Regions from separate parts of the Pelodiscus sinensis genome. Here region 1 is linked to region 2. Evidence: chromatin contacts called from public Hi-C data. All regions are on one chromosome and are shown on one strand. Each heading gives the region's core, a stretch centred on a gene start, on an enhancer-like site or on the middle of the called end of the contact. The rest is flanking DNA. Distances are from core to core; before and after follow the strand shown.

The links. A called contact is a pair of places that touch in the nucleus more often than the background predicts.
Region 1: a Hi-C map of liver shows a contact between it and region 2, with 5 times the contacts expected there. The contact joins the promoter of RBL2 here to the promoter of CHD9 in region 2. A contact is called at or near these places in 3 of 5 Hi-C or Micro-C datasets (blood, liver and an unstated tissue).

The regions. Positions count from the first base shown.
Region 1 is chr12:33,783,709-33,787,990 of ASM4963464v1, forward strand. It overlaps RBL2 (RB transcriptional corepressor like 2), which reads left to right and starts at 2,273. Exons shown (of 22, transcript XM_075940272.1): 1 at 2,273-2,624. The coding sequence starts at 2,439.
Region 2 is chr12:33,553,867-33,557,944 of ASM4963464v1, forward strand. CHD9 (chromodomain helicase DNA binding protein 9) reads left to right here and starts at 1,376. Exons shown (of 40, transcript XM_075940269.1): 1 at 1,376-1,518. LOC142831174 reads right to left here and starts at 4,005. Exons shown (of 3, transcript XM_075940719.1): 1 at 3,953-4,005; 2 at 1,255-2,253; 3 at 1-180. The coding sequence starts at 4,005. The coding sequence ends at 168.

The DNA.
Region 1 (4,282 bases), core at 1,023-3,522, 230 kb after region 2:
ACTGTGCCATGTTTAAAATAATAATTTTATCTGTTTTAAGTGATTTTATCTTTCTAATTCAGGAGGTTGTATTTATTATTTTTGTAAATAGTTACAGGGTAATTTCCAGTGGGTCCTTCTTAGTCCTCCTGAACATTTAGGCCATAACCGTGCAAAGAATGAGTGTACTTCACTTTCTGCATTGTATGAGTAATCCCAATCACTACAGGTTCACAGACCCTGATCTTCAACTTGTGTAAACTGCTACAGCTCAACTGAAATCCACTGAATGATTGCAATTAACACCAGCTGAGGATCTGCAGGATCAGGACCGTAAATTGAAAAGGTTTGGACAATTTTGAGCGGTTATAGCAGAAAAGTGTTTAAAACAAAAACTCAAATCAACTTGTTCGAATATGAGGAGACCAAACAGACACAGTTAAAATTTTTTACAACAAAGGCTTAAAATGTTGGCTTCACTTTCCCTGATTTTCAGTCTTAAATTGTATTGATACATAAGTTTGAAAGGATTGTTTAATTTCCCCCATCTATTCTTGGTGAAAAGAGCTACAGTAATGGATTTACTTTGTGGCCACTTCCTTTCATTCTGACACATTAGGTTTTATGCCTACAATGTATCTCCTATTAGGGCTGCTCTCCACTTTTCATTACAGCAGGAACAGCTGTGAGCCTGCTGCTAACTCCGCTGGCCCCACAGAGCTATCAAGCTGTTACAAATCTGCAGGCGAAAACAGACTAGGAATGGCTTGTTCAAGGAACAAGTGCAGTCCGCCAAATTGAAGAGGGAGTGCTTAAGCAAAAGGAGGAATACGCTGCTGAAGGAGATGTACATGGAACATGAGGACAGGAGAACATGCAGGTAACTGGAAGTGAGGAACCAGGATCATCTTGATGTGTGTGGTGGTTGTGATGGACCCCATGGCAGCTTTCCAGAATGCCTACATGAACAGGCACCCTCTCCAGCCCTTGCAGAACAACATTCCCTCCTCAGAGATTTTCATAGCTTCCTCTCCTATGGCCCTAGAACAGAGTGTGGGAGTCACTCACACTCGACCCTGAGGGATATGTCTTGAAACAAAAGGCTGTCCTTGCAATTGTGATCATACACATTCAGAAGCGGTCCGAAGCTCACTGTGGCAGCTGGTGCCCTAGGCGGAAGGTGCGATCGGCACCTGTGCCTGCATGGCTGTCAATGGCTGTGATGTAATCATGACATCATCAGGCGCCTGGACCCATGGTGCCCTAGGCAATTGCCTAGGTCCATGGGTTGCCCCTGTACGCATTCACATCCTTCAGTTCCTGCTCTGGCCTTCTTTTCTGTCCCTGCTATGTTCCCTAAATAAAAAGGCATTAATTTCTTAATGGGTAGTCTGCTTATGGCTTGTGTTGGAAAGAGGAGAGGGAGTATTACAGGCAGACACACTAATGGCAGGGACACCTTTCATAAAACTGTCGAAGTCTGATGTGCACTTCTCCTCACTGTGCTCTCATTGCTCGGGTTAGATGCTGAGTATTGCCCTTTCCCCTTCCCCGACAGATCACATCTCCCCTTACATTCACAAATACCGTGGAGCCCAGCGTTGGCTACCACCACAATGGGAATGTTTCATTTGTTGCCTTCTAACCTAGGCAGTAGACTGGAACCTTCCAGGGGCATTGGCTCCTGTGCCCTACACAAAGCTGGGGGGTTGTGTGTAATCATGAGGGGTAACCAATGAGCAGCAGCGGTGCAAGTAACATTTCCTCCAGGTCCTGTCCCATCGCTTCTTCACCGGTGCGGAGAGCCACTGAATCGGAATGTAACTCTGCATGTGCGGAAACCAAGTGGGGCGGCTGCACCCCTGCCTGCACGCGGCTGCACCCCGGCCAGACAAGCTGGCTGGGAACTGCCGCTGCCCCGGCCTAGCTCTGTGACGTGTCACGGTGCAGAATCGCAGCCCCCCCCGGACCGAATGCGAAAGGCAGCGCGGCCGCCACGTGGCCATTGTTTCACGCGCCTCCCCGCAGCGCTATTTCAGGGCGGGGCTCCATGCTGGGACCAGGCAGCGAGGAGCTGCGGAACCAGCCTGCCGCCTAGAGGCGGCCGGCCTCCTTCACAGCGCTGCGCGCGCCGCTACCACCTGGCCTACGCGTCAGGCCCCGGCGAGCCAGAGCCACCGCAATGCCTCCTGGGGGTGGTAGTTTTTGCTGGCTAACTGTGGGCCGGGGCGGCGGGCACGTCTTGCCGCGATAGGTCGCTGAGACGCCGTCGCCGGCGGCTGCGTAGAGCGAAGCGTTCTGCGCCTGCCGGAAAAGCGCCCGCTGATTGGCGGCGGCTCCTTGGGGGACCAATGGCAGTCCAGGGTTGGGGCGGAACTCGGTCCCGGGGTGGTTGGTCTGGGGCGGCGCAGGCGCAGTGCGCGGCAGGCTGGCGTTGCCCTCTAGCGACGGGGTAGGGGATGCCGGGCGAAGAGGACGAGGAGGCCGAAGCGGGGGTCGGGGGCGCCGCCTCCTCCCCCCCGGCGGAGGAGTGGGGCGTCCGGCAGCGTTACGAGGATCTCTGCAACAGCCTCAACATGGACGAGCGCGCCCGGGCCGAGGCCTGGCTCAGCTACCAGAGCATGAGGCGCAACTACACCCTGGAGGTGAGGGGCGGCCACGGTGACGGGCGGGGCGGCCGAGGGGGAGGGGCGGACGCCAAGCCCTAGTTGCGAGGGGGGGGGACTCGCCTCCTTTGTGGTTGCCGCCGGGACCCGCCTCCCAGCGGGGGGAAAGGCTCCGTAGCCCTGTGCCGGGGTCCTGCGGCTCTGCCCCGGGTGATCATGATGGGAACGGGGATCAGCTCCAGGAGGGAGCAGAGTGAGTCTGCAACAGGAAAAACGTAAACAACAGCGAGCAGTCCGGTAGCACTTGGAAGACTAAGGAAAGGTGCCGCTGGTATTCTGAGCGTTCCTGGTCCCAGCCCACTTCAGGTGACTGGAGAGTTGGAAGTCCAGCTCCAAGACTAAATAAGGGATGGAGGGAGGGATCCCCCAGTGGCTGTTTTGTTTCAGACCAATTCCACAAGCCTAATGCACAGAGACGGATTGGAGCTTAACTTCGAAAGTATCTTTCGAAAAAGCCTCTTTCAAAAGAGGCTTGCAGTCTAGACGTAGCCTAAGATGCTACTACAGGCAGTCCCCGAGTTACGCGGATCCGACTTATGTCGGATCCGCAGTTACGAACGGGGTTTGCTCCCCGTCTCCCTGGTCTGCTGGTGTCCAGCAGACCAGGGAGACGCGGAGGACCCAGGCAGCTTCTCGGTCCGCCGCCCGCGTTTCCCTGGTCTTCTGTGGGGGGAGGGAGGGGCGCAGCTAGTACGCCCCCCCCCCCCCCAGCAGACCCGGCTTTTCTCCGGACGCCTGTGGTAGAGCAGCTGGGGCGCTGCCGGTTGGTCCCGCAGCACCACTCTGGGCGCTACTGGACCAACCCGGCAGCACCCCAGCTGCTCTGCCCCAGGCGGTCCCCAAGTCAGCCGCTGCTGAAACTGACCAGCGCTGACTACAGGAAGCCCGAGGCAGAGTTGCTCTGCCCCGGGCTTCCTGGAATCAGCCTCTGATCAGTTTCAGCAGCAGCTGACTTGGGGATGCCTGGGGTTCTTAAGTTGAATCTGTAAGTAGGAACTGGCGTCCAGATTCAGCCTGTTGAGACTGATCAAAGGCTGATTCCAGGAAGCCCGGGGCAGAGCAACTCTGCCTCGGGCTTCCTGTAGTCAGCCGCTGGTCAGTTTCAGCAGTGGCTGAATCTGGATGCCAGTTCCGACTTACATACAGATTCAATTTAAGAACAAACCTACAGTCCCTATCTTGTTCGTAACCCGGGGACTGCCTGTATACTGTTTGTTGTTTTTTAAGTTTTTCCTATTACAGACTTAACCTTCAGAGGGATAGCTGACTATCTGCTCGCTGTCTTTTTTTCTTCCTCCCCTTCAACTTTTTTTCCTTCTCCTTCCTTCCCTTATTTATTCTTGGACCTGGACTTCCAGCACTCTGGTCATCTGAAGAAGTGGGTTGTGTCCATGAAAGCTCATAATACCATCTACATGCTTTGTTAGTCTACTAGTAGCACTTTAAAGACTATTTGTTGGTTTTTAATAATGGTGATGTTAGTGGTTGCACCATAAAGGGAAGGGGGGGGGCGTGTGGAGTCTCTCCCCTTACGATGTGTGAACTCAAGGACCTAGCCTTTTCCTAATGAAGGCAAAATCACCCTGTTAGTCTCATTTAGCATGGACGCTCTAATTGATAGCTTCAGGGGGTAGCTG
Region 2 (4,078 bases), core at 126-2,625:
CAAGCTCCATTCTTTAAAATAACATTATCCTGGCACATAAATATTAGACATGGCATTATCAGATATACATGTTGATATTAGACTAATGACAAAAATCCCAGGTTGAGAAACTCTTTACACAGGAGGATCCATGGACCACCACGAGTTGAAACTGTAGCTTTGTATCTTCATGTGGGAGACCTATAATTTAAGAGACATATTCAAATCTTATAGTTGAATGATGCACATAAAAACTTATTTGATGTCTGTATAAAATGGGGGTCATTCCCATTTTTGTGAAGCCTTAAGAATTATGGTTGAAAATCATAGTTTAAGGACAAAATTAAATATAGTTTGTATCTACCCATGCAGGTAGAAATGTATGCAGTGTCACAGTTGTTAGCAGAATGGAGGCCATTTGAAAAGCCATCCTGAAACAAGTATGAATACGAAGGCTGGTGCCCGCACTCTCTTAAGTGATCTTTCCTTACACGTATTAGTGGTTTAACAAGAGGGGGAAACACTAGCCCAGTTCTTCTTCCTGGACCGAAAACTCAGGCACGGGCAGGGAAGGAACTTAACACAAAACACTTGTAGCGGCCTGTCCTAGCGAGAGGACGTCCCCGTCCCGCTGACACGATGCACTCCGCGCGCAGCATGCCACGGCGGGCGGGCGGGCGCTGCCCTGCGGCTCCTCGCCGCCTGAGAACTGTGTGAGACGAGGCGGGGGCGGGTGCTTCAGGGCGTGCGCCGAGAGGATAAGCGCCTCTCAGGGCACAGCAGGTGCGAGAGCCATGGCAGCGGGGCCGGCTGGCCTACAGGAGGCCGCGGCCCGGTGCGTGCGCTGCAGCCGCCCGCAGCGGCAAGAGGGCGCCAGTGTCCGCCCGAGCGCTCCGCTCTCCTCTTGGCTTTCGCCAGCAGCGGGGCCTGCCCAGCATCCAGGTCTCTGCGGGAACCTCCAGAGTAAACGCGCCCGGGATTGGCTTCTGTCGGCGAAGGGGGCCATATTGGATCAGCTCGTCGCTCCTCTCACGCACCATTTTATCAGCGGCTCGGCTGCTTTCCTCGGCCTGCCGCCGCCAGCCCCACCCACCCCAGGCCGGGCCAGCTGCCCCCGCCCCCGCGGCGGGCTGTAGCGCGAGGAGAAAGTGCCTCAGTGAGGCGGACCCGCGCGCTCCTCCCGGCCCCATGCCGCCGCCGGCCCGCTCTCCTCCCCTCCGCACACCCATCGCTCACTCCTCCCCCGGCTCGCGGACCCGCTCCCCTCCCACTTACCCCTCCTTTCCCGCGGTGCGCCGTGTCAGCCAGCGGCGGCGGCCCCGGCCAGGCGGCCAATCAGCGAGCGGGTGACAAATATGCAAATGTGCCCCCCCAACCCGTCCCCTCGGGTTCGCTGGGGCTGGTCTGGGGTCGCGGCGCGGAGCTAGTGAAACTTCGCCAATAGCCCTCCTGCTTCCCTGCCCGGGCGGGGGGAGCAAACCACGCCGCGCCGCCTCCTCCTGCTCCTCCTCCCCCTCCCGGGCCTGTGCCAGCCACCCGGTAAGTGGTGCCCCCCGCCAGCGGCTGCCTGCGCACCCCGGGGCCAGAGAGGCAGGGGATTCCCCCAGGGGGAGGGGAGCGGCCGCCGCCCCCCGCGGTCTGGCCGAGGGAGCTGTCAGGCGCCGGGCATCTCCTCGCCTCACGCGTGCCGGCCAGGCGGCCGCTGCCGTGTAATGGCGAACCCGGCGGTGAGTGCGTGCGAGGGGTCGGGCTGCTCCCCGCCGCCCCCGGAGCAGGCCGCGCTTCAGGTGCCGGAGACACGGGCTGGCCCTGGCTCCCCACCGCGCCCACGCGAGGGGACGGCGCGGCCGGGCCTGCTCTCGCCCGCCGAGGCTGAGCCTGCTTCCGCCCCTCAGGCAGGCGCGGGGCGACTGGCACAGTCGGGCTCGCTGCTGCCCCTCGCACCTACTAGGCGGGCGTGGGGGGCCAGGTGTCCCCCCGCCGGCAGCGCCTGGGCTCGGGGGAGGGGGATGGGTTGGAGCCAGCTCCAGCCGCCGGTAGGTCGGCGCGGCTGGTTCCCCAGCCGGCAGGAAGGCGGCGGCGGAGGGCGAAGGATTGGAGCTTGGCTGCCCATCCGGCAAGTGGGCGAGGCTGCGGGAAGACTGGAGAGGCTGCAGCTGGCTGCCCGCTGAGAGGGCGGGTGCGGGGCGGCGCAGGCAGAGAGAGGGAGGCTGAGGTTGGAGCTGGCTGCCCCCCGGGCGGCGGGAGGAAAGGGGGCGGCCGGAACAGAGCTGTCTGCACGTTGGGCAAGGGGGCGTGTTGAAGCTGGCTACCTGTGAGGCAGAGGAGGGGTGTGCCTTGGGGCGCCGGCCGTGGACCTGGCTTCTCCACCAGACGGGAAGACCAGGGCGGCGGTGTGGGCGTGGGTGGGGGGAGCGGGAGAGATGGCAGTCTGATTTTCCTTTAGGAGACTTGTAAGGGGCTTGGAGCGCAGGTTCTAGGGGTTGTTGCCTGGCACATGTGGGACTGGGGCTTGAGTCTGGCCTCCTAATAGACAAGGTGGTAAGGAGAAGTCTAAGCTAGGTCCCGGGGTGGCAGGATGGGCATTTTGAGCATGTGTCCCTATTTGGTGTTTTAGCTGGGTTGGATATGTCTGCTGAAGGTGGAGGCTTATGACTGTTTTCTGCTGAGGGAAAGGACCTACTGCACACAGGATGGTGAGGAAGAAAAGGAGGGGAGGTGAGGAAGAGAATATTCAAGAAGTCTCCCTTTGCAAAGGTGACATCGAGGCCCTCACCTCTTTTTCACCCTCCTCATTATAGACTATCCCACATCCACAGTAAAAACTTAAATGAAAGCTGTATCCCCTCACCATGACAGGCTACAGAGGAGAGACTAAAGAGCCTTGGGCTAGCAGGCATAGTCCCTGGGTAGAAAATGGAGACCAGGGACAGAGAAAAGGGAAGGACAAATAAATATAATGCTGCAAAACCATGTTGGTGGTAGAAAGGGTTCTGACCTCCTCTGCCCCATTTGTCTGAGGTCTTGTGAATTGCTTTTAAAACTAGCTGTCAAGGGTGATCCTCCACAACAAGAAAAGTATGCTTATTTGTCACAGGAGGTTTCTGTATCCCATTTAACTTTTGTGAATTCCTGAAACACCAGTTTGTTAGTGCAAGCTGTATCTCACCTTTTTCATGTCATTTAATAGTAGTTGCAGCTGGAAACTTATGAGTAAAAAGACTGTTGGACTTTGCAGAGAAATAGTTCCTCTACTTCCTTTAATATCTTTGAGCAGTTACAGAGTTTCTATCTGGCATGGGTTGTGAATGTTGGTTTATATCTGTCAGTGAAATATTGTGTATTGTGCTGAGTTCCTTCAAGTGGCATGCAAAATCTTAAAACTTAAGTGTTTTACCTCAAATTTTGGTAATTACCTAGGTGGAAGAGCAAAACAATATCCTGCTTATTTCCTGACAGTCATATGATAATGTGATCTGTTTCTCCTTTCAGGCATCTACTAAATCTTGAACTGCTCAGACACACATGCTTGATGGGGCTCCAAAATACCATTGACTTCAATTCCTATTTTAACATGTGAAGAACATAGAAAAATAAATTACAGTTACATAATAAGCAATTTAAAGAGCTGTGCTTTTGACAACTCATGGATATTATAATAATTAACTACACAAATGAAAAATACTTCTTCATAGTGAAATTGTTACTTATAGGATATCTTCAACAAAAGGTTGTCAGCAATACCTAATTTTCTGTCAGTCTAGGAACATCACAGTACTTATGAATTGCATAAAGATGGAAAAAAATGGGAAATATTATGCTAAAACTTGCCTTCATTAATTGGAATATATAAAGATATATTCAAAGGTGCTAAAATCATTGTTAGTCTGTTTTGCTTAAGCTGTTAGTATTCAGTCACAAATATAATGTATCAGCACATGATTCTGTATACAAGCTCCTAATAGAGGTTTACATTGAAAAGTAACCCAACTTGTCTTTGGAAGACTTGTTGGCGCTTCTGTCCATCATTACTATGACTAAAGAAATCTGATTTTTAAAAGATGCTGAGTAGCTGCAGCTCCCATAGACTTCAACTGAG